Regions from separate parts of the Mus musculus genome. Here all the other regions are linked to region 3. Evidence: chromatin contacts called from public promoter capture Hi-C data. All regions are on one chromosome and are shown on one strand. Each heading gives the region's core, a stretch centred on a gene start, on an enhancer-like site or on the middle of the called end of the contact. The rest is flanking DNA. Distances are from core to core; before and after follow the strand shown.

Region 1 (2,700 bases), core at 13-2,512, 650 kb before region 3:
CTATCAGACTGTGCCCTCTTTTGTGCACACACACCCCCAACACCACTAAACCACTATTACACATCAAATCGGGCAAGTGTAGCACTAGGCCCACCAAGCCGGAATCACCCAACCGGCACCAGCAATTTGACTCTGGACATTACTCCGACGTTACTGCTCTGAGGACCTGATAGTACGGCCCGCCGGTAATGCATAACTTAGCCGGCACACCGAGTGGACAGCAACGCCACAGAGTCTCCCAGACTTAGGAAGCAGAGTAATCAGGCGCGAGGAAGACTCCCGGCCGTCCTCCTCTACCCAAGCGAGCGTGTGGTTGGCAGGGCCAAGGGTAAACAGGGAAAATTCATTCAACAATTTCCCGATGGCGTAGCGTGCGGACAGACGTAGGAGGCAAGTTAAGACGCTGCGGAGCACGGAAGGAAGAGCAGAGTTCACAGACAGGCAGGTAATGATTGCCAGCTCCGGCTGCCGGGCCACACCTGGGCCTCCTCGATGGAGTTGGCGAGTGGTGCCGGGCAGGCTCCGGGTCTTTCCAGCAGACCCGAGCCTGGAGACCCAGCTACCTTCCACATGATTCCCGGAGGGCGAATCACACAGCGGCCCAGTAACCATGTGGCGGGGAGGGGTTGGGGGGGAACCGCCCGAAGCGCACAACCCGGTAGGGGGAGGAGGTCCCCGAGGAAACGCAAAGGGCGGGATGTTGGGGTACAAGACTCACTTCCTTTGGGCTTTGTCCTTCTTGGCCTTGGTCCTTTTCTTTCGGGCCTGGAGCGCGAGCACTGCGGGAGAGAGGGATGGATGAAGGGCCGATGTAAGTGGGAGGCGGGGAGCGGCGCGAGCACGCAGGGCGACCGGGCCTGAGGCTGCGGGCCGAGCGCGGGGCGGGCTGCTCGGGGTGCACAGCGGCTGCCAGGCCCGGCGCGCCCAAAGAGGCTCGGGCCGGCCATGAGGCCTCGCCGCCCCGGCCTGGGGGCTGCGGAGCGAGGGGCGGGGACGGCGGGCGCCGGAGGACGCCGCAGCCGAGGGGCGAGAGGCAAGAGTGACGCCGCTTCAGGGGGCCGCGACAGTGGCCAGAGAGGCGCCTGGCGCCCAGTCGGGGACCGCCGTGGCTCCTCGTGGCGGAGGCCGCTCCGCCGCTCACCTTTCCGCTCCATGGCGAGACCGGTAACCGCCAGGCGCCTGCGCACTCGAGTGACGCCGACTCGGGCTCCCGCCGCGGCCCAAATCCCAGCTCTTCCTCCCGGCGCGCGCCGGCCCCGCCTCCGGGCCCGCCCGACCACGCCCCACACGGCGTCGCGCGCCTGCGTGGTGAACACAGAGCCTACCACCTGCTCCGGGGTGTACGAGAGTGGAGGGCAAGGGACCGAGGGATCCTGAATGGGAAGCTGGTTTTAGTGTCCCGCCATAAAGCGCGCGGCTTGAAGTTCTTACCTCCTGAGGAAAGGCAGGGCTCCGCAGTCAGTCGGGATTTGCCTCAGTTTCCCCGGCCTGCAAAACTGCTTAACCCAAACATATCCCAGTTCCTGTCTGAGCTGTTGTAAGGGCCAATTAAGACATTAAAGAAAATGGGAAATTAAATTGTATGTGGATACACACAGAACAAAGGCTGGAAGGAGGGAACGTGTGCCTCTGTCCTCTTCTAAAGATAAAACCTTGGGCCAGCAGCCCATGCCTTTAATCCCAGCACTCCAGAAGCAGGTGTATCTTTATGAGTTCCAGGCCAGCAAGGCATATATAATGAGATCCTGACCCAAAATAAATCAATAAGAACTGGATGGGGGGGCGGTATGGGGGACTTTTGGGATAGCATTGGAAATGTAACTGAGGAAAATACGTAATAAAAAAATATTAAAAAAAAAAAAAAGAACTGGATCAGAAGCTGGGCAGTGGTGGTGCACGCCTTTAATCCCAGCACTTGGAAAGCAGAGGCAGGCAGATTTCTGAGTTCGAGGCCAGCCTGGTCTACAGAGTGAGTTCCAAGACAGCCAGGGCTACACAGAGACACCCTGTCTCGAAAAACCAAAAAAGAAAAAAGAAAAAAAGAAAAGAACTGGACCAGAAGACAGCTCAGCAAGTAAAGGTGCCTTAAGGACCTGAATTCAAATCCAAATAGGGCCAATTCCCACAGGTCTCTCTCTGACTTGCACACAGGACCCATGGCACATGCAACAACCCCTCACCCATAAGTAAGCTAAACAATTATTTTAAGTAAAAGCAAACACTTCTAAAGGGAATTTTCTAGCTGCAAGTTGAAAGCCTTAAAGGAAGGGTGTGAATGGGAATTCTGTTTTCTCCTTGAAGAACTCTCTTCATCGTAGGACTTACCGGGTGTTTCCATACTGTCAAGTGCATGATCTTATTAGATGCTGATGTCAACTTCAGGCCAAGGTAGTTATTATCCCCATTACAGAAAGATGAGAACGTGGAAAGGATTGTGTGCTCAGAATCTTGCTGTCCCAACCCAATGATTCAGGCATCAAAACTCCTATAGTAAAGTAGAATCAGCAGGCATTTATGAGAGAGATGGGGGAGGAACATGAGGCTCTCTAGACCCCAGTATTTCTTCCAAAACATAGACTGTGGGTACTGCTGTGGAGATTTATAGTAGGCACTGAAATTCGCAATTGGAATTGTATACTTTTCATGTGTTTCAGAACTCTCCTTTAGATCTTTTTTGTGATTTTCTTTTTGTTGTTTTGT
Region 2 (2,700 bases), core at 154-2,653, 1.0 Mb before region 3:
AGCGAGGTGCGGCTCACTGGCTCTGCCTGCCCCACTAGCCCTCCTGCTTGGCCTTTCCCACCTTGCCAGCGTTCATTCTTCTGCAGGCTCTGCTTCCTGTGTGGTCTCCTCACACAGCTGTTGGTGCCTGGGTCAGTGTGTTTACACATGCTCAGCACCCACGCCGGGCCAGGAAGTGACTCTACCTGAGGAGGACTCTGGCTGCTGTGCGTGCGTGCCTGCGGGAGCCTGCCCCTGGAGCCACATAAGAAAGGGCCTAAAGGACTGCAGGTTCCCAGCAGTCCCTGGCTGTCAGGATTTGGGAACAAGGAACAGAAATTTCCAGAAACCCTTCAATTTATAAATTATTCTGTGTCTTTCACACAGAATTTTAAAGGAATGTTTTCACTTTATGAATTTTAAAAGAAAAAAAACTGACTTTTCCTGCTTCCTTCATTTTTTGATGCCTGAGACAAAGGAGGGTCTCAGGCTCCAGATCTTCCCATATCTCTGTGCTGATAATGGCGTTTCAGGCACGGGGCCCCACACGCTCGTTTTAATTTAATTTTCTGATATGAAGTGTGAAGGCCTAAGTTCCATTTCCAGAGCCTGCACTAAAAGCTTGGCTGTGCACCTGCGAGCGCAGCACGGGGAGGTGGAGAGAGATGGGTCTCTGGGGCATACCGGCCAGCCTAGCCTGCTCACCAGCCTCCAGACCTGTGAGAAACCTTGTCTCAGAGGCGGGAGGTTGCTTTCCCTAGGAGGCCTGCCACCTGCAGGTTCAGGAAAGATCGTGGGTTCCCAGCCAGCCAGGACTATAGAATGGAAATCCCATTGTATAGAAGGCACCTAAAGGCCATGCCTTTAGTACCAGCAGAGGCCTGGAAGGACTGACCTCTGCGTGTGCGAGCCACTGGCGACCATCACTCCCATGTCATGAGTAATGGCAGTTAAGAAACGTTTTTTTTGTGAGCCGGGTGTGGTAGTGCACGCCTTTAATCCCAGCACTTGGGAGGCAGAGGCAGGCGGATTTCTGAGTTTGAGGCCAGCCTGGTCTACAAAGTGAGCTCCAGGACAGCCAGGACTACACAGAGAAACCCTGTCTCAAAAAACCAAAAAAAAAAAAAAAAAAAAAAAAAGAAAGAAGCGTTTTGTGATGAACCTTCAGAACCAGTATTCCTGGGTTTGGGACCACTCAACCCTGCTGCCTCTTCGCATGACTGTAACAGCACTTCCGGACCCGAGGCTGCGTGAGATTGAGCTCCCAGGCCAGGCCACTCTGCTCATGAGCCAAGCTTACTTGTGTTTGGGGACAGTCTTGCCTTGTCCCTGTGCCAGTCCTACCTCTGATGTGGTTGGCCAGCACTAAGGTCACTCCAGTACAGGGCTCCCAGGACACCACACCCTGTGTTTCCCAGCGCCCTGTGCACCTGGCAGTCTCAGGTAGAAAGCAGGCCCTCCGCTGGGCTAGCTGCAGGCCCCCTGCCTGCTCTCAGCCTCTTTTAGAGGGAAGGCTGTGTCCAAGGTATCCTGCAGGCACCCTTCCAACCCCCACCTACTCCCTCGGGGACGTGCAGGCTGTAAGGAGCAGACTGTGAGCCATGGTAAGGTCAGTGCCTAGGGTTCCCAAGCTGGCCTGTGAATCCCAGGTAGATAAGGAAGGCCCTGCCTCGATCTGGACTCCTGGGGAAGAGAGAAGCAGGAAGCTTCAGTGGGGAAAGGTGCGGAAGGCCTTGCCAAGCAGGTTATGGTGGGTGGGGAGCTACCACCTGCTGTAGCCCCAGGATTTGGGTGGAGACTGTGGTAGAGGCCTCCAGAAAAGAGGGCTGGGCAGCTGAGTGCCGAGTGGCCCGGGACTGGCTGAGTGGCCTCTGCTGCGGCGGCCCACAGCCAGCCCACAGACCTGTCTCTATCCAGTTTGCAGCATCCGCATCCTCAAGGAAGCCGCTCCTGAGCCCTGGGTGAGTAGAGAGGACTCTGTCCCTAGCACTCCTCGGTGTCCTCCAGAGCATTTATTGTTGAGAAGTCGGTGGCTAGGGCTGAATCAGTTTGTTGTCTTTCCTGTCTGGGCCACCTTGTCCTCTGCCTATTGCCACAGCACCAAGACAGTCAGCTCTCTGGGCGTTCCGAGTGCCTGTTCTGTGCTGTCCTCCCTCTTCGGCCTCCCGGGAAGCTCATGAGTTGGAGGCCAAGGCCGGAGAGTCCTGGCAAGGAACAGGTTGCTCTGTGCAGGCTGGGGAAAGTGCTGGGATGTCTTCCCCTGGCTCATGGCCACCTCAGAGCCTGCATTTCAGCACTCCTGAATGAACCAGTGTTTACAGGTTGTCCCTGTCACCAGTGTAACATCTGGTGCACAGAGGCATGTGTCCTCGGCATTCTGTGTCGAGCCGGTTCCTTGCTTGTGAGGTGAAGGAGCCCAGTGTGACCTGAGTGTGTGAGGTGTACTGTCCTGTTAATGTGGTGTGCAGGTGTCACCCCTGTAGCCTGCTTCCGGCGTTATTTCTCTGTCACATCCGCAGACCCCCTCCTGAGTGAGCGTGCAGGCTGCCAAGGGAATCTGGGGGATCCTAGCGGGTAGATCTGTGGAGGGCATGGTTGGGCTCCCATCTCTAGAGTGCTCTACTAGGGCAGGGAGAGCCCATCTGCTCCGCTGCCTCTCCACTCAACCGCTTTGTCCCTTTTCTCAGGGACCAGGAAAGCCTTGGGGACTTCCTGCTTTCC
Region 3 (2,700 bases), core at 154-2,653:
GGCTGGCCTTGAACTCAGAAATCTGCCTGCCTCTGCCTCCCGAGTGCTGGGATAAAAGGCTTGCGCTACCACTGCAAGGCTAGCCCTAAATTCTTAAAGACATTCTCTGTTCTCTTCCAGCCTGTCATCTAAGGAGGCTGCCACTCTGATCGTCACTGTTCTCTGTAAAGCTGGTGTCCTTAGGGAAACAGAACTGTACCTCTTCAGTGCAGTCTCACCTGTCTCTCTTTGCCTTGCAGCTTCAAGTGATGGGAACTCTGCTAACCCCAGTTCTCTCACTCGGTGAGGTTCTGAAAAGGGGACTTTGAGAATTTCCAAGGCCACCATAGATGAATTTAGGCTCCATATATTCTCCTTTTTAGTTTTTTTGTTTTTTTGTTTATTTGGTTTTTCGAGACAGGGTTTCTCTGTATAGCCCTGCCTGTCCTGGAACTCACTCTGCCCGGCAGCTACAGACAGTTCTAAGCCATTGTGTGGGTGCTGGAAAGTGAACTCTGGTCTTTTTCTGGAGCAGCAGGTGCTTGTAACTCCGGAGCCCTTTCTCTAGCCTGTGTAACTGTCATTTTAAGGGGTTAAAAACAAAGTCAGTTCTGGCAGGCTTAGTATGTCAGCTGAGGGTACAGGTAGTAGTGGGTGTCAGGAAAGGAGACTTATTTGTGCCTGTATGGGGAGAGCGTAGAGTGGCCTGGTGGCCTGGAGTCTTTGCTCTGGTTCATCTGACCCCATCTCACAGTCACCATGGCTTTTGAGTTATAGCATCAGGGCTGAGCCCAGCATTTTGTTTCAGGTCCCCGGGTAGAAATCAGTTAAAGGTTCTGATATAGAGGCTTGAGAGATGGCTTGGCTGTTCAGAAAGCTGTTTTCCCAAAGAATTTGAGTTCAGTTCCCAGAATCTATATCATTCTGCTCACAGTTGTCTGTAAGTCCAGTTCCATGGGATCCGGTGCCTCTGAAGACACTTATGTGCATGGAGAAGCGTACACATACTACACACACACACACACACACACACACACACACATATACAAACAGTTGCTGACTGCCACTCCCTATTTGTGAGAGAAACCTGCAGTCAGTTAACCAGCTCCATAAACCTGTTTGGCTGGTTCATGGTCAGGTGTTGTGAGAATGTTCATGTTACAATATATAATTCTTGAAGCAGTTTCCTAAGAGTACAGTGCTTAGTGATGCTTACCACAGAACCAGCAGTCAATAGATACAAACGAGTGAGCCAAGTGTAAATGGGAATGAATTGAGTCAATGAGTCCGGACCCCTAAAAAAATTTTTTTATTATTATTATTATTGTTGTTATTAATATTTTGAGACTTCTACGACTGAGAAGGCGCAGTAGTGCCATCTGGACGTCAGGGGGAGCAAGAGCACAAGCTTTTCAGATACCGCGAGATTTGCCCCGCGCCCCGCGCCCCGCGACCTCGCCAGATCTGTTTCGGAACCTGGGGCGCAAGGAGCTTTTCCTTTGTGTTCCAGCCCTGGCCGGCGGCGCGAGAACCACTTCCGGGTCGCGCTGCCGGAAGCAGGAAGTTGTTGGCCCACCCTCCTCGCCCGGCGGCTGCTGTCCCCGAGGCGGGAGGAGCCCGAGAGGGCGCGGGCCCGCATGTGAGTGACTGGGGCCCGAGGCCGGGAGGGGGGAGGCCGGCCGCCCTCCGCGGCCGCCGCTGCCTCGCGCCGCCCTCCTCGCCGCTCCCGTCCGCGTTCTGCTGACTGACAGCACCCCCGACCGCTCCCCGGGGCAGATCCCCTCTGACATCTTTCCCGAGGCTCCGCGGGGAGGGTGACGGGGTCCGACACTGCTCGAACTTGGTTCGCAGACGTGGCGGCCGTGTCCGAAAGCCCTGACCCCGCTTGCCAACCTGTCACAGATGCCTTAGCGTCACCCCTGAATGGCCCCTTCTTAGACATCTTAGCCCAAATGTTAAGGAGGAAGTACTTAATTTAATTTTATTTATTTTAATGTGGACTTAATGTGATAAACTTGGCGTCTCAGAACGTGGCATGGCACACTGACCCGTTTGCAGTCAATCGCCTGCCAGTACGAGAAAAATAAGCTGCCTAGTGTTTCCTTGCATTTTAAGACTTAAACCTTGCAAGCCATGTGTCGTGAGTATGCTATGTCAGAAACATAAAGGGACACGTTTGTCTTTTCACAGTGCCAGGCACAATGTCTTTCACAATGGAAGTACAGATTCACAAACTGGGTTTCGTTGGCTGCAATTTTGCCAAGATTTCGAGATTTCCCTTGACAGCTGGCCATCACCGAAAATAGAATATATCATTCCAGTCTTCACTGGTGATATTAACTCTCACCGGAGACTACACATCCCACAGTAATTATATGTCTATGTAGGCTATTGAATAGCTGTGTAAGGGGTAAAGAGGCCACAGGAGTTCTAAGAGGCCTTACATGAAGCAGAAGACAGATGTAAAGAGAAAGACAAGTATTCATGATAAGGTATGAAGGCTTTGGAGCTGAGGGAGGCCCGGAGCTAGACTTCACCATTGAGGTGAGCTTGGGAATGAACTGGAAGATGGTCCAGAAGGACACACAGGTGGCCACATCAACAGTGGCAGGAAGGGGAGGATCTTGAGCTCCAGAGATTGGTAGGAGTTCTCTGCTGTCAGCCTTTAATGAACACACTCGTGGTTACACGGGCAATGGGGGCTCTTGTCATTATAGCTTT

Evidence for each region. Promoter capture Hi-C pulls out the DNA fragments that hold promoters and counts their contacts. Capture Hi-C pulls out chosen DNA fragments and counts their contacts.
Region 1: a contact with region 3 is called in a promoter capture Hi-C map of liver. The contact joins the promoter of Srpk1 here to the promoter of BC004004 in region 3. A contact is called at or near these places in 2 of 115 datasets of contacts at active chromatin or transcription factors (memory CD8 T cells and pancreatic cancer cells) and 1 of 9 other capture datasets (liver).
Region 2: a contact with region 3 is called in a promoter capture Hi-C map of liver, with 2.9 times the contacts expected there. The contact joins the promoter of 1810013A23Rik here to the promoter of BC004004 in region 3. A contact is called at or near these places in 1 of 39 promoter capture datasets (liver) and 2 of 115 datasets of contacts at active chromatin or transcription factors (bone marrow-derived macrophages and pancreatic cancer cells).

Annotation. Positions count from the first base shown.
Region 1 is chr17:28,621,259-28,623,958 of GRCm38.p6, forward strand. Srpk1 (serine/arginine-rich protein specific kinase 1) reads right to left here and starts at 1,263. Exons shown (of 16, transcript NM_016795.4): 1 at 1,142-1,263; 2 at 719-779. The coding sequence starts at 1,154.
Region 2 is chr17:28,270,305-28,273,004 of GRCm38.p6, forward strand. It overlaps 1810013A23Rik (RIKEN cDNA 1810013A23 gene), which reads left to right and starts at 1,404. Exons shown (of 3, transcript NR_045427.1): 1 at 1,404-1,583; 2 at 1,897-1,940; 3 at 2,667-2,700. All of the region lies in intron 2 of Ppard (peroxisome proliferator activator receptor delta), which reads left to right.
Region 3 is chr17:29,267,385-29,270,084 of GRCm38.p6, forward strand. BC004004 (cDNA sequence BC004004) reads left to right here and starts at 1,404. Exons shown (of 9, transcript NM_030561.3): 1 at 1,404-1,618.